Linked DNA regions of Triticum aestivum: region 2 is linked to region 1. A link is a contact called in public Hi-C data. All regions are on one chromosome and are shown on one strand. The core of a region is the stretch at or near the end of the contact, and the rest is flanking DNA. Distances in the headings are between cores, read along the strand shown.

Region 1 (6,477 bases), core at 1,635-4,134:
ACGTCGTGTCGAAGGTCACCACATCACCAAAGAATTTATACTACATACGACTGCTTCCGTATGTCGTTCTTCACCTTCCTGGAATTGCCTGCCAGTACCACATAGGTGAAACCTAGGTCGGTGGAACGGATATCCGCAAATACTTCCAATGTTTTCCGCACATCATCGTCTGCTTGTTCACGACTAATCTTGCCGCATATGTTCCCGAGAGTCCTTTTTGTGAACGGTACCTTCTCCACTGACCCAAAGAAGCTCCCAATTATATTGTACACTTTCCCAAGGTTAACATTGTTCTCCCTAAGTTGCCTTATCAAATCCTTTGTGTACACATCAATATGTTTGTGCGAGGGCCAGTATACTTTCTCACCCATGGTAAGTGACATTGAGTGATTGTGGTTCTCACGGTGCTTCGTGATGTACCAGCTGTTGTCCGACGCACGCAACAGCCTGATCAGAGCCGGGCACTCGCATTTGCAAGAACGGTTGTTCTCAGCTAGGTTTCCCCTGCAGAACAAGTAGCAAACACATTGTACATCGGATCAGGAAACCAGCACAACCTCTGTGTTGAAAATACTTGCTTCTTGTATATGTGACAGGACTTACAGAGCAACCACAAACAATTTCCTGCATGCTCTTCGTTCTCTCCGCATTCAGACGGCTCTTCCCGTATCTAATCCCAAAACCAACCTCCCACGAATAAAGATTGTAGAAATCATATGCCTCGCTCAAGGAGTCAAAACTTAGTCCTAGTTCTGGGCGTATCACACTTTTGTCAGGTTGTTCTGCATATTTGCGCATAGAGAGCTCCAATGCGGACATGCGAGATGGGCATGGGGCTCGGTCCGGCGGCGCACTTCCTAGCCTTAACCTACAATTTTTCAAAAAATGCATACATGTTATTAAACCAATTCTGACCGAAGACCCCTTATCAGACTAACTAGTTTTTTTTATCATTTTCACCCTCTCAGATGTGTGTTTTGTCCACTACCAGGAAATGAAGACCATAGAGTGCTGCAATCATATCTACATGAGCCAGTGTGCACACACAACTCATATAAATCTGAATAATTTTGCGTATTACCTTTTTGTCTAGCCGGGCGCCTCTAGATTTACCCTGTCAGTTGACTGTGCTGACCTTGTCAGCGAGGGAGGACGTCCATGGCGCCCATCGTCTTGTGCGCCATGGTTTCCACCTTGTACAACGTACTCACCCATGGCAGACCCATCGCTTGGATCGCAAGCTTCCACACCCCCCCCCCCCCCCCCCCCCCATTCTGTATCAGTAAGCGTAGGGCGATCGGATTTGGCTGCTCGAGATTGTCAGCGAACTCCTCTCTGATGGGGAACCTGTGAAATCCGTCGTCGGCGGAGGCGGACAGAACCAATGCTTGTAAGCTCGGAGGCTCACATCGGGGGCTGTACTACATCTCGAAACCAGAATGCGTGGATCTATTTGGGACTAACCTGTGGACCGCATCCAGCAGGAACTCCATGTCGTCGGTGTCCATCCCTTCGGTCTTCGGCGGCGTCGCACGCCCGGGTAGGCGCAGCTCTTGTGTCCTCTGTTTTCTCTCCTCTGGTCTGAAGCGGATGCGGCGGCGAGGCTTTCCAGAATGACCGAGGCCATCTGAGAACCGGGAAAAAGTTTTTTTTTAATTCATCAACCGCACGGGTGGGAGATGGGGGGGGAGGGGGGGCGTGTTGGATGTTGACCCACTTTCCAACAAACGGCTCAGTCGTTATTTTCTATTCTGGACCCATTACCTGATCCGTGGCCCAGCGAGCACATGTCACATTCTGGGTCACGGCCCACTGTTCTCCATCGCTCACGTCCGTCTAGCGCACCGCTTCGGGCCCACTTCTTCCTTGTTTCGTACGGTATTTCACCCTACCCCCAAATTAGCGCTGCGCGCGTCCAACAGGCCAGCTGGATTTTCGGCCAGCTGGATTTGTTCGCATCCCGAAACAGAATTGAATGAGCGAGATATCGGGTGCAGCTGAGCCTGAGCTCCAAAACGCCGCGTCCAGTTACATGATTTATCTTTAAACTGCAGCTCCTAGTGACGCAAGAATGCAGGGACTTTCTGGAATTTATTTAATCATTACCGCACAGGTATTTTCGCAGAGCAAAGTTTCACTTGTAGCATATTTTCTCCTGAAGGCCTCGAAGATCCACAGTTTCTAGTAGCATAGACAACTGAAATCCACAGGGCATATTAGATGTTACGTTATACACCAACACGCCATCCTGTACCGTAGCCTTCCACTGAAACCAAAAGAGAGAACAGAAGGACGGGAACCGCCGGGAATAAGATCATGAGCTTTATTCTTGCACTATTAAAGCTCTATTGCTACGACACCGATGCACGCAACATCTAAAATTATGAGAAAAAAATCTTATTCTCTTTTTCTTGCCCTCTATCACTCTATGACTCCAATGTCAAATCTGATGGGAAGAACTTACTCTCCACTCCGCCGCACGAAGAGACAAGCAACTGAAATGCTTCATCTTTAGTTCTGCACCACAGCTATGCATGCTTCAAAGTATCAGATCCCATGCCCTCCATTATTCTGCTAATGGATCATTAATGATGCAGACAAAAATTATATGGGGAAGATGGATCAGGTCATGAGACACCGTACGCGCAAGGATGCCACAGACTGCACAATATCCCGCAGGCAGGCAAACACATATATCTCATGAGAGTGTGTGGCTCGAAATCAGCAAAGGAAGTCTCAACAGATGTATAATCTGCCTGACTCCATCTATCACTGGGGTCCACATGTCGGTTGCTTCTCATGCGTATCAAGGAGTTCAAAATAAGTTCATGGCAGACAAAATCCTTTGCAACCAGACAAGCAGAGATTTTAGCTCGGAAATTCTGTAATTGCTTTTCTTCAAGCTGTGTTCCCATCTCTTCTCCCTACTGGTACAACCAGCACCAGTAGGGCTGTCTCATGATTCTCCAAGTAGATACGGTACTGCCATAGGACAGTACTTGGCCAGATTTGACTTCAGATTCTAGGAGCATCAGTTCTCATGGTGTTTGGTCCAATGGTGTCCAATCAAGCTCAAACCTCTGCTCAAGTAGAAGCCAACGACTATGAATAAAATCGTTCATGATCCTCTGCAGGAGCTTGTCAAATCATTCATATCCTATCAGATGTGCAGTCCGTGTGACCCTGACCATGGTGGCAGAGTTCCAACTAGAAAACTCTAGCTATATATACCAGGGTTGGGGAGAAGAGAGGTACCAACCAAGAGGGAACTGCCATCGGTTGCTTGACCCCAAGGAGGAAAGAACAAACAGTAGCAGATTTTAGTGCCTCCCCAGCCTTTGTTGATGGGCCGCAGTGCAATTGCAAAATCGACTGGTCTTCTCCGGTAAGTAGCCTCTAGCATCCCTCTAAACCTGCAATACTGAAGCTTTCAATTTGGTAGATTCCAGAACGATGACATTCAAGCATTACTGTAGTCCAAAGATTGTTCATATCCTAGTGAAGAGAAACTTGAATTGCTAAATGCAACATCATTATGCTGATATGCTCCATAAAGTAACTGCTTGGATTGCCATATGCAGGGAAGTTAAGAACAGGCAAAGCTCTAACCTTACGAGCCAGGTGCAGCCAACAAAAGCAAGGTCAGCAGAGACAGCACTGTGGGTGCCACACCCAAAGACAGGGATCTACTACCCCAGGGGCTTTGAGTGGGTCATGGAGGATGTCCCAAGCAGCGCAGCAACGTTCCAGCAGACATACTGGCTCAGGAGCGGCGACGCAGACACAGCAAGCTCTCCCACGTCAACCGACGGCACAGCTGCCTTTGATAATCCATTTCTGTGAATGCATAAGAGGCCTCACACTGGAAGAATCACTGATAGCAGCAGTTCTACAAGCCACCACCATTGTTGCCAGGTCGATACATAATATGATAAACCAGCTGCTCAGATTTCCAGCATGTAGGCACCGCATCCACCGAAAGATCAGTGTTAAACTCTGCATTAATCTTCGCTATTGCATTCTCATTTTCACTGATTTTACTTAAATAAAAGCCGCACCTGATTGTAATATTGGGAACATTCTGAGCTAACAGTTTTAACTGTCAACCTTGGTGCAAAAATTATCCTACTAATTATAATCTTCAGATAAAATAATACAGCCTTCAGTTTTGTTTCGCCTTGTAGGGAAGAAATTATGCAGGGGAGTCAAGAGTTCACAACAGAGCTCAATGTTTGTATGCATTTTCTATTTCAGCTAGATTGTAATTAACCATATCCAGACATAATGCACTACACACACTAAGTGAACTGCAGGTACTTAACAAGAGTAACAATAAAAACTTGCAGGGTGCACCCAACCAAGAGAATGTTAATGGACAATTTTAGCCAAATATAAAGACCATTATCCGAAACGGAAAAAGTACCATGGATTATCCTCGTTATGTTACTATGAAAACGTCCAAGTTCATCAAAACATCAAAATGCTTTGAAACAACTTTCCAGGTAGACAATTGACTACAATCAAGCGGACAATGGTAACATTGCCTGTGCCAATTGTATGATCGCAGCTATACTAGCCATAAGGACGAGACTTTTCAACAAGCTTTGGTGCTTCATCTCCTTCAGACTTTTTCTGAAACTCAATGCCCTGAAACTGGACCCTTGAAGATCGATATTGACAACCATAAGCATTTCCAAAGCCCCATCCTAAACCAAGACCAACTCCGCATCCCCCACCTATTCACAAAGAGGAAATTCAATTCAGTACCAATTTACTCTAGATGATGTATATAGTAACTGACAAGCTTCGTACCGATGCCCAAGCCGAATACGTTCAGAGGCATTCCTGTGGTAGAAAAGCAAATTAAAGCATGTTATTTTCTTACAATGAATGTACATAGTCAATAAGGAATAGTTACTGACGTACAATAGGACCATAACTCTTCAAAGAAAGTCTGTTCCGGTAAATTTATCCCCAGACATAAGCCAGTTACAAAACCCTCTATTAGCTGGGTGCGTGGGACTAGTCTATCTACCTGTATTGGCTATGGATCATATTCTTAATTCATATTAAAGTGTAATACTACTATAGAACTGAAGCTTGGATTTTTAGCACGAAATCAGAAGAAGAAAAAAACTAGTTAAATACAACTTTGTAATTGTTGATTTAATTTGTTAGACCAGTGTACAGATTGAATTAAATCTGTGGGCACAAACCTTTTGCATATAACCTTTTGGCTCCCTGGTTAATAGAATATTTTTGTTCCTTCTCATCTTATATTAGGTAGAACTAGGAATGCTGTTGAGTAACCATCCCTGTGATGTTTGGTTTAATAACTATCAACATTTGAAAGATTAGCTAGCAATGGGTGAAAGGCCTGGCTAGGGAGTGATGGGGTTTAAAATAGATGTACCAACAATAAAATCCATCTCAAGAACAATTAAAAAAAATCGTCTACTCTACGCCTCTAGTTCAGGAGGCCGATGGATCTAACTTCGCTTATGTCTCACATTTCTATAATACTGAATGTTATGTCATAAGCATTTCCATAAGATGCTTCGGAAGCAGGCTTCATATAATATTGGACCAACTTAGATGTTGAGGAACAAGTTCTACAGTACAAAAACATGCTTACATGGAAACCGGCTTCATATAATTTTGAATGTTGAGGCATAAGCATTTCTGTGCGTATGACATATTATCATACAATTTTGGTACGATGGTTGAAATCCAACATCCATTTTATCACGTCTGTGAGCAGTGGAGATCCATCGTCGTAACAAGCTGGACCAGTTTCATCATACGCAAAGCTGTTCTGTTATTTCTTTGTGACTCCATATAACAATTAACTCCATATGGAGGCTTTTGGTAACCAATTCGCATGCATCTTACTGGTTATGAAGCGGGTAAACAGATTCCCATTTGTAGGGAGTGGGACTGCTAAACAGATATATAGGAGTACTAAACAGCGGAATCTATAAGCAAAAATCAGGACTAATTCTCCCGAATATGCTTGAACAAGAAGCGATTCCAAGTTCTCGCCCCTCCCTTAAAACTTGAGCGGTGTAAAAACCTCACAGACAATTTGCGGCGAAAGAAATGAATCATTCCGCACCTCCGAACCCCCATCCGACTCCGAATCCGCAGCCGACGCCGAAGCCTGCGCCGATTTCAACAGACAGAGACAAGATCAAGAAACCTAAAACGAAGCGAGAACCAAATCGCCGCAAGAATGCAAGATCCAATAATTTGAAGAATCAAGGTCAGCCGCTTACCGACCCCAATCCCAGGGCCGCTGAAGGTGGAGACGACCATGGATGGATGCCTTCCCGCTACGCTGGTGGTGCTCAGGGGTTGGATGGGACGATGAGCGAGCCGATGGGAAAGCGGCACTTCGGTGGTCTTGACGACATGGTGACGTCAGCAATCAGTGGGCCGCGACTGGCCGGGCCAAGTTTTGGGCGGGCCCAAGGATCA
Region 2 (6,477 bases), core at 1,270-3,769, 470 kb before region 1:
CGCAGGGGAGAAAGCACGAGGAGCCTACGACTGAGGATAGAGATAGTCTGTAGAGAAGCAAGGCGGCCGGGAGCTCGATCAGGCCCACGCCCTCCTCAACATCGAGGGCGAAGTAGCTCCGGGCGGCTGCGTCGAGCCCACATCGACGACCTCGGTCCGTTGCAAGTGGCAGGTTGCGGAGGGAAACTGAGCGGCATCGATGGTGGCGATTCTAAAGACCGATTTCCCCTGCAGCTCACGAGATCGGGAGGGTGAAGGTGGGCGGCGACCAGATCGGGAGGGTGAGGGTGGGAGGCGAGAGAGAAAGAGAGGTGGGCACCCTAGACCCGGAGGCCTCGCTCATTCCTGCCCGCGTGCAGGTCGTGGAGGGTTTTTTTCCGCTGGTTTTTCTTTGTTAGATTCTGTCGCTTGCGAGAGAACTACATGAACGTGGTTTTGGTTGGGTTTTTTTGAACCGGGAGGTGAGAGCAGGTATCAAAGAAGTACCAAAAAAAACATGGTAGGTGAGACGAAAATTAAACCCAGAACACAACCTACCAACTAAGACATTAGGAGTAGAGATGCTCATTCATGTGCTCACGCGCTTCATTCTCTCTGGTACGGTGCGTGGATTCAGTCATTCATGTGCTTATATACAAGCACAGATAGATATGAAATAAGCTTATTTGCTAGGTTGCTGGTCTGTTACAGCCATTGACCCAATATGTTCTAATAAAAAAACAAGTACTTATAACTAACAATGACAATGAGAGGGGACAAACACAGACAACAGAACGATAAAAGACTTCTCCATGGGTAATTAACTCATGTTCAACAATTACATCATTCAGTATCCATCAAAACATAAAACCACGAGCAAACATTACTGGAATTGAAATTAAGCATTCTATTAAGTGCTCCAATCCTTCATCCCTGATCAGCTTCACTTCAGGGTACCAGGAACAGGTGAATTAACGGTACTGCAACAAAAGATAATAATCAAATAATTATAACAATAGTTCTGCACAAACGATAAAATTTTGATATACATGCTTTATACTAGACTAGAAGGCTAGATGCAGAAGAAACGACACTGCATAAGAACATCAAGACAACTGTACCAAAGCTTGGCTATTATGTTATCTGAATCATATTAACCCATTTCAGAAATTGCCTGGCCACAATAACAGCATACCACTAGTGAATTGTCAGACTTGGAAATACATCTTCAATGTAATAAAATTCTAGCAAAAAACATCTCAATACAGAAACTGCAAAGTAAATGAGCCAACCATAGAGAACAATGGAGCACATCAATTTGTTAACCAATCATTTATCTAATTTGGATGTAGACTAGGAATAGGTATCATCAAACACTAGAAGGCAATAAGGAATCACAAATCTAATGTATTAAGTCATAACTGACATTTGAAGCTGCTTACTGAAGGACTATATATAAATAGTAAGGGAATCATGGCTGACAAAATAATAATATAATTTCAGATTGTTCCTGGTGCAACAATAATGTTCTTGTTGTATACCTTGATGAAGCCAATGTCCTTGGCGTTGCTGCGGAAACACTGCCTGCAACACATCAGCCCATACTTCCTGATCAGTCCATGGGAGTTTCCACAGACCCGGCTGCCAAAAATAACAAACTTGGGGTCAGTACAATCACTCGTAAGCATACTTGTTCATCACAATAACATCAGTGATTGAATGGTACGCCAGACAAGCCAGCAACCACATGCTATTTCAGTTTGTTACCGCACAGCACCGGAAGAAATGCTTGTTAAGTAACAAATTAAACTTTTGAGGCAATTCTAACAATATTTTCCTGGTTGAGTCGCTTGTGAAGCCACTTGCACATCACAGCAAGCTCTGAATGGTTTGAGCGACATACTAACAACGAAACCCGAAACCTACCTGACCACATCTAACAGAGTTAAGCAAAGAAGATTTTAATCGCCATATGAAGCACGCCAGAATCAGATGATACAAGTCGCCAACTACATCAACAAAATACACATCATATGAAGATGGGAAAGCCTTTATCAAGGCATAACAATCATCAAATGTGAGAATTTAACCGGTTAATAAGTCCCTGACAACACATAACACAGAGCAAACAAGGTTTTAATCGCCATATGAAGCACGCCACGATCGAATGATATATGTCGCCAACTAAATCGTGTAAGACACACAGATCCGGGCGAACAGTTGGTCTAGCAGGAGATATCTAGCCGCGGGAACGAACAACGAACTAGGCATTTTAAGGAGATGGAGGGGATCGAGGCGGTGGCAGAAGTATTACCAGACGCGGGAGCCGGGCCCGTAGTTCTTGGGGTGGGAGTTCCAGACGTTGGAGTGCCCCATCGTCGCCGCCTTCTTGTTCGCCTTCCGCCTGCCGCCGCCGGTTGCTAGGATGCGCGTGGGAGGAGGAAAGGGTAGGTGGCGGCGGTGCGAGCGGGAGTGGCTTATATAGGGAGACGCCGCGGTAAACCCTAAGCCAAGGGCACGGGTTGGATTGGGCCCAGGCCGACACTTAGCCCCGTATACGGGCTTAAAGGGCCTCTTTGTTGGGCCCAGCCAATCATGAGCATTTGGGCCTCAGATATAGTGCTGTATCTGCACGACTCGCCGTGGCCCGTGAGACTCGTCGGGAAAAAAAATCGTCGTCTGCCGCTCCACTCCGACTCGCCGAGGATGTCTTCCGCCGCCGGAGCCGGAGAGCACTCGTCTTCATCCCGACCTGTCCGTGTGAACGACGTAGCCCCTACCTACCGTCTCTGTGTTGTTTCTTACACTCCACTGACGCGTCCTCGAATGTTTCGTCGTCGCAGGGGAAGGAGAGAGAGGAAGGTACCGACGATATCAACCGCAAGGTGGACGATGAGGGAGATCTGAGCCTGGAACTCTATGGCGCCGAGGCGGGGTGGGTGGAGGCGCGGACCAGCTGCTCGCACCTCCCTGCCATGCCCGCCGCCAGCGCCGACGAACTCGCGCGCGTGCCCGCGCCTGATTCCCACTGCTCTAGGTTTGTCTCATCATCCTCTTCGAGTTTGGTGTCTTGCGATCCTGGGCCTGACATGCGGGTTGTTACTTGTGAGGGTTCTTTCCTGCGGTTTGATGCGCTCCCGCTGGGCTAGGTTTTTTTCTCCCTAGTACTATCCTCTTGGGTGGCGCACTATTTGGCTGAATGCCTGGTTCCCAGACTTCAGTTATGGTGAAATATGACTAGATAACTTAAATTGACAAGGAAAAGGGATTGATACTTGATGACAATGCGATTGATTGGTACTAAGTTGTGACTCGAAAGTGTTATGGCAAGTCTCATATTTATGAATGAGAGTTATTTAGATTACTAACTAGAAGCTTCACTTCATGATTTCTCCTTCGCATTATTCTCACTGTATCAACATATGGCTCATGTTGTTGTTATTCTTGCATCAATTCTGGCATGCAATTCCTCTGTTTATTCACAATATTTTGAGTAGCCAAATCACCTCCAAGTGACAGAAGGAAATATGACTTTAAGATGTGATATTTCCAAAGAAAAAGAGTTGTTGGGTTTGCAAAATAGGATATCCTTTTATCAGGAAAACGTCATGGAGAGTGGTAGGTGCAAAATATGAGTTTCTTTGGTAGAATGATTGCTCAATGAGAAAGTTAGATGATTGGGATCTGGGTTTTGAAGATACTATTGGGTGCATTCCTTAGTTGAAAGTTAGTAACAGGCTAACATCTAGTGAGCTGGTGAACAGCATGGCTTCCTCCTCACTGTGTTCTACAACTGAATGATTTATGTATGCATGGATTACACATGAAAAAGCACTGTTGATACTTCTTATATGACTTCTATAACCAAAGCATGGTTTTCTGTGTCATTTCACCTGAAAATGCTGTTTACGATTTCATGGTGCACCATAAAATTAATAGATTGTCAAACATTGTCTATGCTATCTTCCTTGCATGCTTGTTGCTATAGCATCTGGATGTTAATTGCCTATAAACACCAAAAGCAGTATTAAGATTTTCCAATGAGTTACGTTAGCCTGTGGCACAAGATAATGTATACCCCTATCCTTGTATTGAATCTGAATTAACCTCATATGCTCGAATTTAGGACAAAACATAACTGTTGGATTTGATGTACTTCATATGTCCATGTCTTGTGTTTCCTTATGAGCATTTTTCCATGCAGATGTCATCACCCTTCTGAAAACTGGTTATGCTTGATCTGCAAGGATGTGCTGTGTAGTCGTTTTATCAACAAACACATGCTGTGCCATTATCAAGAAACGGGCCATTGTATCGCCCTGAGCTTCAGGTAAATTGTTCAACTTCCTTTTGCTTAATTTTCTCTTGGACTGCGGATAATTTTCATTGGCTGCATTTATTATGATCAGGGCTCTCCAGTTCCAGTAGTCAGTATGCCATGTTTTTTTTTTGTTAGAGCAAAGTATGCCATGTTCTAAATCTAGCGGTCACCTATGCCAATGTGAAACGGTATTGTTGTGCGCTCACTATAGTACTCATGTTAATCAGCCAGCAGTGTTAGAGCATCTCTAGCAGATCAGCTAAAACCGTGTCCTGTGAAAACAGTATATGGTTCCCCCTAAAATGAATTTGTGGAAATTTACGGTATGATTTTTACGTCAGCAGAACAGATCCCATATAAACCAATTGAATTTACAACAAGGTCCCTGGAAAATAGCACAAAGCACCCTCACACATAAAAAAGAAAAGCAATTGGATCCTCGTGCGGCAGCTCATGGGAGCAAGCTAGCGGGAGCGGCGGCGGGAGCTAACGGAGGCAGCAGCAGCAGCTAGCGGGGGCGGCGGCGGGAGCTAGCGGCGACGGCAGCAGCAGCAGCTAGCGGTGGGAGCTGCTTGCAGCCAATGTCCGCCAGCCCGGACGGCGGCGGTGCACCAGGGTCGAACAGGTTGGACCGTAGTGGTGTTGGCGAGGAACGAAAGCGAGGGAGCTGAAACTAACCTCCCGCCAACCGTTTTTTTGTATTACAGGTCCGTGCAAAAAAGAGCTCCAATCCTGGTTATCTACGGGACAAGGCCCGGATTATGCAGGATCCCGCAAAAAAATATCCGGGATGGTCGATTTTGCAGGATCTGTTTGGGACAGAAAAAACGCCCTCGTCCCGTAAACCGGCGGTTATTATTCCGGATGGCCCGGTTTACGGGATCTGCTAGAGATGCTCTTAGTTGGAAAATAGAGACCAATGTCCTTGTTAAGTTGGGTTAATTGCTTTATAGATGTATTCAGTGTATTAGGGATAAGTTTCCTCGTACTCTCTATGGGCTTCATAGAGAGATTGGTTCTTAGGGATCAAGTGAAGTCATCCTAAAAAGCACGGATACGGCAACACGGACATGGCAACACTCATACGGGGACACGGGATACGGCATTTTCCAGAAACACCCATCGGGGACACGGCAAGTATATATAAAAATAAAAAAATATGCCATGTAATATAGAGTTAAAGACAAAAAAAAATGAGAAAGAGATACTGCCCCATTTGTTGTCTCCTATTTGAAGTGCTTGATTGAATCATCCAGACCAGATCCATGTCATTTCAACTTGCAAAACACATCAAACAATAGTCTAGTATTAGTATCAGTCTATTAGAGACATATAAATCATAATAACTAGAAGATGCCCCGCGCGTTGCTGCGGGACCATTTGCTACAACTATATTGTCTTATAAAGAAACAACAAAAAAGATATAATGTAAAGTCAACGACCTATGTAATCTAGCGTGTTGTTCACAAGGATTAAATGATGCCTTAGAACATGTCGTAAATAGAATATTGGTGATAAGAACACAATACGTATGTGAAATGAACTCCATGACCAATGACTGAATCGGAAAGCACCTGCAAATGACCCACTAAATGTCCTTCTCTCTAAATTCCTCAAGCCAAGCTTTTGAATGACAAAAGTGAAGCACTGAAATTAGTACTGGTCTCAATATCTGAAGGAGGAAAAAAGTGATAACAATGGGCATGGTTTTCTGATCGTTCCAACTCGCGATGTTTAGGTCCACCAAAACTAAAGGATCACAAAAATAAGGGTGCATCTACTAAGTAATAATGATCTAAGTGACATTATCAAGATATGCTAAAAGAAAGTGATGTGGAAGCCTGGACGTGTAACAGAGGGCAGAAGATGTCCTTGGCAACTCGAATGGGCTCCAGTAAATTGCTGCTCCAAATCGGCGAAGCTTAGTGGCGCGTGTCTTGTAGAATGATCGAGATGCCGCAGCAATGAATGTGCAGCAAGCGGATGGGTCTGTCACCATTTCTCTGCTGATCTGTACGCGATACCAGTATGTCCACCCTGTGTAGAAGACAGGAAAATGAAATTGTGAAAACAAAATAGTTGCCTCACATATATGCCTACCTAAATTCATCCAAGCCTATCTTCTTGATTGAGTGACAATTATGACTTACTTGAATAGAAGGGATAATGAGATTTCG

The links. A called contact is a pair of places that touch in the nucleus more often than the background predicts.
Region 2: a Hi-C map of leaf shows a contact between it and region 1, with 4 times the contacts expected there. The contact joins the promoter of LOC123102739 here to the promoter of LOC123102734 in region 1. A contact is called at or near these places in 2 of 5 Hi-C or Micro-C datasets (both in leaf).

The regions. Positions count from the first base shown.
Region 1 is chr5A:170,754,418-170,760,894 of IWGSC CS RefSeq v2.1, reverse strand. LOC123102734 reads left to right here and starts at 2,884. Exons shown (of 2, transcript XM_044524160.1): 1 at 2,884-3,385; 2 at 3,582-4,120. The coding sequence starts at 3,345. The coding sequence ends at 3,843. It overlaps LOC123102736 (a long non-coding RNA gene), which reads right to left and starts at 1,652. Exons shown (of 9, transcript XR_006449243.1): 1 at 1,465-1,652; 2 at 1,082-1,347; 3 at 604-868; 4 at 1-504. It overlaps LOC123102735 (protein TRIGALACTOSYLDIACYLGLYCEROL 5, chloroplastic), which reads right to left and starts at 6,400. Exons shown (of 4, transcript XM_044524161.1): 1 at 6,276-6,400; 2 at 6,116-6,160; 3 at 4,813-4,845; 4 at 4,409-4,736. The coding sequence starts at 6,315. The coding sequence ends at 4,573.
Region 2 is chr5A:171,225,551-171,232,027 of IWGSC CS RefSeq v2.1, reverse strand. LOC123102739 (histone deacetylase 6) reads left to right here and starts at 2,519. Exons shown (of 4, transcript XM_044524165.1): 1 at 2,519-2,733; 2 at 2,823-3,016; 3 at 4,184-4,309. The coding sequence starts at 2,575. LOC123102740 (40S ribosomal protein S29-like) reads right to left here and starts at 2,509. Exons shown (of 3, transcript XM_044524167.1): 1 at 2,294-2,509; 2 at 1,521-1,620; 3 at 772-959. The coding sequence starts at 2,355. The coding sequence ends at 951.